Linked DNA regions of Mus musculus: all the other regions are linked to region 1. A link is a contact called in public HiChIP or PLAC-seq data. All regions are on one chromosome and are shown on one strand. Each heading gives the region's core, a stretch centred on a gene start, on an enhancer-like site or on the middle of the called end of the contact. The rest is flanking DNA. Distances are from core to core; before and after follow the strand shown.

Region 1 (2,806 bases), core at 160-2,659:
AAACCCATATCTATCTCCTTATTCTCCTTCAGATACATGGCCTCTTTTCTCCTTCACTGTTATTATATGTTTAATAATAATAATGTTTAATAATACTATACACACTGAGTGAGTAATTTTTAGGAATATCTATGTACATAAATAAATAGTATTATTTCGGCTGACCATTTGGCATCGGACAGCCAACTGGTGTTCTCTTCCCTGCGGAAGACCACCTTTCCTGCTCTCCATTTCCCTTGGTTGCCTGTACCCCTTTGTGTTGGGCTGAGACCTGTGGCCTTTTCCCTGTCCGCTTTGGCATGCTCATTGGTATTACCCCTGCTCAGTTCATGGTTTGGAAGTCATGTTGGTGAGACTCTTTTTTTTTCTTAACTGTAGGACATTTCAATATAAAAGTGCTTGGAAAGAAGCCGGGACAGAGAGTCTTCTCTGTAACCCAGGGCTCTGCTCTGTTCCGCAGCCAGTCTAACCAAACCAGAAGGTTCCAGGTTCACTGAAAAGACCCAGGCTAGTGTAGAGGGCTGGAGAGGTGGCTCACTGGTTAGGAGCACTTGTTGTTCTTGTTTAAGACCTGGGTTCTATTCCTGACACACACATAGTGGTTCACAGACATCTGTAACTTTAGCCCCAGGGGATCTGATGTCCTCTTCTGACTTCTACAGGCCCAAGCTTGCATGTGGTACATATATACGAGTAGGCAAACCACGCATAAAATGAGTAAATCTAATGTTTTTGGAAAGGAAGAGACTAGTTGAGAAAGACACCAGTGCCAACTCCTGGCTTACACACACACACACACACACACACTCGCACACACACACACACTCGCACACACACCCAGTACAAATCTGAGATGACTGCTGGTCTCATTTTTAACTAACATTTTCCTTGGACTCACATTATTATCCTTTGCTTTATTTATTTTTACTTTGTCTAATAATCCCAGGGAAGCATTTAAAATCTCAGAAGAAACAAAAGTACTACATAGGTACTAAGTTTCAAATGTCACACCCTTGAAATGAAAATTCTTACGAACTTTGGGTTTTGAACCTCATCTGGGTTTTTCAAATGATAAGGTTTTTATACAGAAAAAAGTCAACCCTTGAAACGTGGAAAAGGAGATTAAAAAGTTAATCGTTAGCTTACATAAAAGATTATGTCAAAGCCTGTGGGACTCCCATTATAGACTGTGTAGTCACGAGGCATTGTCTGTATTGTGTAAGCTCTGAGGGCGAGTTTGTGTTCTGTAATTGACGTCTTGCTATCACAGTGGTTAGGAATAATGTAGTTGTATTTTATGGACCGTGGATCTGTGATTTCCTGACTTACTCATCCTCTCCCAGAGGTATGAAGCCATGTGCTCCTCGCTCAACGCTGAGCTAGGCAGTATTTAAAGGGCGTTGCCTTTTGTATAGGAGCCTGCTCTTTGCATGCAGTTTGAACCTCTGAAGACAAACTAGGAACCAAAAGGGCGCAGAGTTAGACAAGGGCACGCGGTAGATGGAGCGGCATCATAACAAGACTAAACGGAAGGCGTTTGTGAGAAGAGGTTTTCATTTTGCTTAAGAGATGGGGACTCACTATGTTCCCCAGGCTAGCCCTCCGCTGCTGGGCTCAAGCACTCTTTCTACCCTAGCCTCAGGGGCCACCTTGGTGGCAGGTGAAAAGGTGGTTAATAATTAACTTGGGGATTTTTTTTTTTTCTTTTTCTTTTTTTCTCTTCCTCAGGCAACAGTTGGCTATCTTGGCAGATTTAGTGAAAGATTTGCCGTTGGAGTTTGACTTCCTCTTTTCACAGTCTCAGGCCGAAGTGATCTCTGGGAAACAGGAAGGTACTGAGCGGGGGGGCTGGGCGGGGTGGGGCAGGGCGGGGCTGGGCGGGGCTGGGCGGGGTGGGGCAGGGCGGGGCTGGGCGGGGCGGAGCTGGGGCTCCTCAGCAGGTGTTTGGGATTTCTCTGTGCACCTCAAGGATTGGCTTGGTTCAGCTGCATGGTCTTTTTTTTGTTTGTTTGTTTTGTTTTTTTTGAGACAGGGTTTCTCTGTATAGCCCTGGCTGTCCTGGAACTCACTCTGTAGACCAGGCTGGCCTCAAACTCAGAAATCCGCCTCCCTCTACCTCCCAAGTGCTGGGAGTAAAGGCGTGCGCCACCACTGCCCAGCTTGCATGGTCTTTTTGCACATTCTGCACGAGTGATCTGTTTCACATGGCTGCATCTAGAGGTCACACATATCTGGATTTAACAGTACTGAGCACCCTGCTTAGTATTTAATGATTCCAAACGGACCTTTGATTAGCTAGTTGCACTTTTGGAACAAACAGCCCTAGGAGTTATGGATAGTTTACATTTAAGTGTGAAACAAGTTATTACTTTAAGGTGTGGGGAGACCTTAACTCAAGGAGTGATCAGGCTGAGGTACTGTTGTTTTGGGTTTTCCTTTTATTGCAATTACTGTGCAGTTCTCTTTCTTCCTTAATACACCACTGTATTGATATTCTCATGTGGCCCAGACACACCCAAAGTAATAATTTGCTACCACTTCTTTTCTGTCTTTGAGACAGGGTCTCACTGTGTAGCCCAAGAACTTGCTGGCTGGCAATCCTCCTGTCTCCGCTACTTCTCTGAGATTACAGGCATGCACCACTGTGCCCAGTTAGCCCCAGTTTTTGAAAGAAGGTGACCTTGGGCCTGGGGAGATGGCTCAGTTGGTAAAGGACTTGCCACACAAGCGTGCGGACCTGAGTTAGATCCCTCAGCACTCACATAAAAAGCCAGGTGTGGCAACACACACCTGTAATCCCAGAGTT
Region 2 (2,806 bases), core at 174-2,673, 220 kb after region 1:
CGTAGTGCACACATCTGTACCCTAGCACGTATCACCAGGGAGGCAGAAGTCAGAGACGAAAGATTCTCCAGGAGCTGGCAGGTGGTCGAGCCCAGGTTATGCAGCAGCAGGGAGACTGCCTTGAACAAGCCGGAAGAAGGGCAAAGCCCAGCGCCTGAAGCTTGTCCTTGGACCTCCAAAAGTGCACCATGGTACAGGGGAGCCCCCAAGAGCCACACAAGTACACATGCATAATTAGTTCATTAAAAAACGATTGCGTGTGACTATAATCCTAGCACTTGGGAAGCTGAGGCAGAAGGACCGCCATGAGTTGAAGGCTGGGTAGAGTTCAGTTACTGTCGGCCACAGACCTTTACATAAGGTTCCTTACCGAGAATATCGAGCTTCGCCACATTAGACTGAGGGCTAAAGCGTTACTTTCCACCTGTGATCATCCTGGAGACTCCACGAGCCAGGCGCTCATGTAAATGGCTAACCCGCTCACTGCTGGTATAGTATATTACATTAGTTATATTGAAGATAAGGTCTCCCCACAGCGCTGGCCTCAGGACAGCATTATCCCATCCTTGTAGCAGCTGTCAGTCAACTATCCCACCCTGTGCTTTGAATAGGAGGTCTGGCCAATGAGGTACTACAGCGACCTGACAGCGCAGAGCCAGATCCAGAACACTACTTATTGTTCAGAAACAACAGAAAGGGCAACAAAGTGTCTACTTTACTAGAGATGGGAGGAGAGAACAAACCAGAAAAGGGAGGTCACGGGTGTGAGGCTGGGGAGTGAGGTACAACTCGGCACATCCATTGCAACTTTTTCTGCTGACGGGGGCAGGCTCATTTGTGCTGAAAGAATCACAGCAGCAGCAGCATGAGAACAATGCCTGCCTGGCGTGCACGGGGCCCAGACCCCATGGCTGGAGGTCAGCACCAGGCGTTCTCCCCTGGTCGGCTCCCATCATAGCTGTCAGCATCCCAGATCCTCACTCTGCCTCCGGAAAAAACACATCACGCCCTCCTCACCCTCATGCCCAGACCCCCACCCCCCAAGCAGAGGCTGGCACAAAGGCAGAGCCTACCTGGGTGGACAGGGTGCTAGACTCTGCTCACACTGTCAGGGAGCAAATGGGATTCCACTCCCCCACCCTGCCAGAGAATCGGAAGGAGGCAGAGAAGTGTACTTTCTCATCCCCCCACTCCTGCAGGCTTCCTGTCTGGGCCATAAGATGGATTCGTTTGAAGGGGCACAGTGAGGTGCCTGGGTATTTATTGAAGGGCTGAGTAAGGTGTCGGCTGTATTCCAGACGGTGGCAAGGGTTATGCAAACTGGGGACACATTCCAGCCGGTCAGGATCCAGGGATGGGCATAAGGAGGAAGTACAGCTGTGTGGAATTGAACATGCTGATGCTAGGAACGTTAACTTAGGAATTAGCTCACTTCCTGCTATTTATATGATCACATGTCCAAAGCACAGACCACGGGGCAAGCAGAGATTAGGGAAACAAAACAATTATGGTGGAGGTTTATTTCAGTGTCAAGAGAAAACAGGTGTGCTGCTGCTGCTGCACACTGTAATTCCAGCACTTGGGAGGCTGAGGCAGGAGGATCTTTGAAATTCCTAGGCCGGCAGGATCTTCATAGCAAGCTCCAGGCCAGAGGCCAGGGTTACACAATGAGACCTTTACTTAAAAAAAAAAAAGAAAAAAAAAGGAAAAAGAAAAAAAAAAAAGAACAAGCTATTTTCTTCACTCCATTTATTTATTTTGTGAAAGGGGAAACTGTGATCTGAAGGGGGAGAAAAAGGAGGGTCTAAACCTGTGCTAAAGAACATTACATCATCCTATAAGTGCCTCCCTGCTTCCGGGGCTGGGACCTGCTCCACTGGGGTCCAGACCACAAATGTTCCGAGTTCAGCTGTGATGATTCATTTGGGGTTCGGGGCTCAGTACGTTGTGGCGCCTTCAGGCTCAGTCTGGTCCAAGGGACCAGCAGACTTCTCCCCACGCCTAAAGCTAATTACAGCCTGTTACCCTCCTCCATCCTTCCCAGAGGACCAAGGTGAGACCAAAGTGAGCTAATGGCCTAACCCTGTACAAGGAGGAAGGCTCTGGAACCACGGGGTTAAGCGCATCCCCTCCTCCACAGCATAGAAATAGTCAGTTAACAGGCTGGCACCAAAGCTGGGGCTATAGGGATTTGCTTTTCTATATTTTACAAACTTTCTATGTATAATAATAACAATTTTATACACACACACGAATTAGGGGGAAAATACTGGTTTAAAGTGGGAAAGCAGGGACAGTGGTAACTAAGTGCCCAGCAGCTGTCACTGAAGGCCACCTATGTCCACGTGTTAAATAACTGCAGTATGTCTTAGGAGATCCTTAAGGGTTATACCTAGAGTAGAAACTGAACCAGGGTAAGTTCTTTTGTGTCTTTATTGATGATCACACTGACGACTACAGTTATAATACGTGACTCTCCTTCAGGACACAGCTATTTAGATTTTGACTTTCAACAGCAGAAGGAAAATGTGGCCTCATTGTGAAGTATTAGACCCTCGGGATTTGACCATACATTAATATACGGAGAGTACAGAAATCCTGGGGGGCTCTTATTTATGCTAGTAACGACTCGACATCAGGCTCAGGATTTGGGTTTGCCGCCGGAGTGACGCCATCTTGTTTCCTAGAGGACAAATTCTGTGAGTGTTCCGTAAGGGGCTAACAGCTATCCAGCTGTCCGTGACACAAAAATCTCAATAAATTATAAGCAGAGGAAACACCTTCCCCTGATGAAGGGCACACACAC
Region 3 (2,806 bases), core at 197-2,696, 210 kb before region 1:
ACCATTAGAGGGTTATGCTGGAACAATACAGGATTCTTCTCTGGAGACCCAATCGGGGCTATTCTTTCCTTAATACGCTAAAGGCTGTTTTCTCTGGGCTACACTTAGCAGGTGGTGTAATAAAGGCTGCTTAACTCATTTCTCAAAACTGCCTCTCAAAGGCGCTGATGCCTTTGGACAACTTGATTGAAGTTTTGGCAAGTTGGAGTTTTCTGTTTGCCCACCTCTGAAGTCTACCATGCACCCACATCTGAGAGCTCTTGCAGTGTCCCCCAAACATCCACAGAACCCCAGACACAGTACAGGACACGCTAACCAATTTGTCCCACTTCATCTTTTTTTTTTTTCTTTAAAATACTAAAAACTTTTTTAGCATGTTGGTACTGGCATTGAGACTTAAAGTTGTTTCCTTAATTTAAATAGTTTTGGCACTCCCCCTAGAAGAAAAATTAGAAATTTTTCTAATAAATAAATTTTTATAAAATAAATTTAAAAATAAAAAACTAGAAGAAAAATTCTCTTTCCCTAACAAGAAAAGTATGCCCTAGTAAGAGTTTACTGGGGAGCCAGTCAGTGGTGGCGCACACCTTTAATCCCAGCACGGGAGGCAGAGGCAGGCAGATTTCTGAGTTTAAGGCCAGCCTGGTTTACAGAGTGAGTTCCAGGACAGTCAGGGATACACAGAGAGACCCTGTCTCAAAAAAAAAAAAAAAAAAAAAAAAGGTGGGGGGTGGTTACTGGGTAGGACATTTTGGAGGGCCACATTGATCAAAATTGTTTTTTAAGATTTATTTATGTGTATGCCTTAGCATATGTAGGTACCCCTGGAAGCCAGAAGAGGGCGTCAGATCCCCTTGATCTGGAATTCCGGGCAGTTGTGGTTTCATGTGGGTGCTAGAAACAGAACCCCAGTCCTCTGCAAGAGCAACAAGCAATGCTCTTTTGCTCACAACAACCAAGTCTGTCCCCATCAGAGGTACTGGAGTCTGATGGCTTAAGCCACCCCTAGGGAGAATGCAAGAAACTCTTCCAGGGAAGGCAGCATCCTAGAGCTGAAAGAACAAACCTCAATAAAGGATACAAATGGAAACAAGCTGCAAGCTAACGTCTAATAACCTTTACCTCGTCCACACCCAGCAGCCTGGGGCACCTACAGAGAGTCAGCCCAGCCAGATGGTAGGATCTGCAAGGGCGGAGGGCTTTGCAAAGGAAAGCCAGACCAGGGATAACCACCGTTCCTCTCCGAAGGCAGGAAGCCAGACTGTTTCAGTACCAACAGACTGATTCAAAGAAAGGAATGAGGAATGACGGCAGAATGACAGCAACAGTCCAAATTCTGGCTCAAGGTCAAAGGTCTTTTTTTAAACTAAAAGGCCCTACTAACAGAACAGGGTGTCTTGGTAAGCTTGGAAAGAATTCCGTACCACACCCAGAGGAAAGGGGGTGAGTCAGAGACAACAGGAAGCAAGCAGACTGTTTCACTGCGGTAGCCAGGCTAGACCTGGTGACTTCTGGAGCCGACCATCTTTAAAAATCGTGGGATTTTTATACCTCAAGGGAGTCCTGGGAAATTCTGAAAAGCTACTCTTAAATATTTTGAAAAGTGGTTACTCTGTTGCTTAAAGTAAGGCATAGCCCTACCAATTTTTCCAGACCCACCCTTTTCCCAGAGTTCAGGGACTCTGGAACTTGTGATGTTTAAGCAGCTGTAATGTTTTCAATACACTAGGGACATAGCAGCTCCAGCGGTGACGGAAAGAGCTGGTATTCTAGAATCCCTCTAAATGATATCATCCTAGTTTCTTAAGAAAATGGCTGGTGTCTGAACGATAAACCTACAAAAGCAACATGGACTTACAGCCTGGATCCTACTTGAACTTCCAGTTTCATGAACACATTTTGTTTTTTCCTTTACCTTTGCCATCAGTGAACCCCTCTAAAGACTTCATTCTAAACTGTGGGTGGCAACTCATGAATGGATCACAAACTCCATTTCACTTGTCTTGATCAGCAGTTTTATTTTTTAAATAAAACAGAACAGACTAAGAAAATATCACAATGTGCCACATATCACAAGAGCAAATACCGTTTAGTGGAACTTTCATTTCAGTCAAATACGTAAATCCATTTGTATGTCATGATATAAATATTGGCCACAGTTGCCTTAAAAAAACTAATGTTCCAGACCAGGGACACAACCGTGCGGGGAGATCAGGGTGACGAGAGACAGAGATGGGTGGCGATGATGAGTTTTAATGCCCCAGCCAACACCCACAGTCACATCCGGCTCCTCAGACCAACTTGATCTTTGAGACTAGACTTTTGTACAGTCAGGCAACACGCAGAAGCCCAAGGCTCCGTGGGCATCACTCCTGCAGAATGCTAGAGAGGAAGGCAAGGTGATTACATCTCATAGCCAAAGTTCTTTTTATTCTTAAATAACTTTAATCTACTCTGGTTTCCAACAGGCTCTAACCCCAGAGCCCCCGGGGCTCATTTCAAGAAACGTCTTCTCATGTGGGGGGTCAGCTAAACAGCAGCTGCTTCCCCTCGGTCATCTCTAATAAAGGACGTGTACAGCTAGGTACAGCTAGGTTTGCGCAGGCAGGAAAGGTGTGACAAGAACTGCTTTGGTGGCGTGAACTACGAGGTGTTTCTTCACTGGATTTTGGTGACGGCTTCATGGATGGAGGTAGCGACGTAATCTAGGTTCTTGGTGGTCAAGCCGCACATGTTGATCCGACCACTCGGCAGGAGATAGATATGCTTCTCGTTGACCAAATACTCGACCTGCTTGGCTGTAGAG

What was found. HiChIP or PLAC-seq counts read pairs in DNA pulled down with a chosen protein or histone mark.
Region 2: an HNF4G HiChIP or PLAC-seq map of pancreatic cancer cells shows a contact between it and region 1. The contact joins two enhancer-like sites. A contact is called at or near these places in 2 of 115 datasets of contacts at active chromatin or transcription factors (bone marrow-derived macrophages and pancreatic cancer cells) and 2 of 9 other capture datasets (liver and pancreatic islet).
Region 3: an HNF4G HiChIP or PLAC-seq map of pancreatic cancer cells shows a contact between it and region 1. The contact joins two enhancer-like sites. A contact is called at or near these places in 1 of 115 datasets of contacts at active chromatin or transcription factors (pancreatic cancer cells) and 4 of 9 other capture datasets (adipose tissue, embryonic stem cells, liver and 1 more).

Annotation. Positions count from the first base shown.
Region 1 is chr19:43,710,007-43,712,812 of GRCm38.p6, forward strand. Entpd7 (ectonucleoside triphosphate diphosphohydrolase 7) reads left to right here. Exons shown (of 13, transcript NM_053103.5): 6 at 1,729-1,832. Among named protein-coding and RNA genes, the nearest start is that of Entpd7, 22 kb to the left of the region's middle. Within about 2 kb of position 1,410, at least 125 of the 459 cell types and tissues checked have an H3K27ac peak or open chromatin away from gene starts, as enhancers often do. A contact at or near this core is called in adipose tissue, bone marrow-derived macrophages and pancreatic cancer cells, where this site is marked.
Region 2 is chr19:43,929,253-43,932,058 of GRCm38.p6, forward strand. The region is part of intron 1 of Dnmbp (dynamin binding protein); the gene reads right to left. Among named protein-coding and RNA genes, the nearest start is that of Dnmbp, 9.5 kb to the right of the region's middle. Within about 2 kb of position 1,424, at least 46 of the 459 cell types and tissues checked have an H3K27ac peak or open chromatin away from gene starts, as enhancers often do. A contact at or near this core is called in bone marrow-derived macrophages and pancreatic cancer cells, where this site is marked.
Region 3 is chr19:43,497,760-43,500,565 of GRCm38.p6, forward strand. Got1 (glutamic-oxaloacetic transaminase 1, soluble) reads right to left here. Exons shown (of 9, transcript NM_010324.2): 9 at 1,993-2,798. The coding sequence ends at 2,659. Among named protein-coding and RNA genes, the nearest start is that of Got1, 25 kb to the right of the region's middle. Within about 2 kb of position 1,447, at least 88 of the 459 cell types and tissues checked have an H3K27ac peak or open chromatin away from gene starts, as enhancers often do. A contact at or near this core is called in adipose tissue and pancreatic cancer cells, where this site is marked.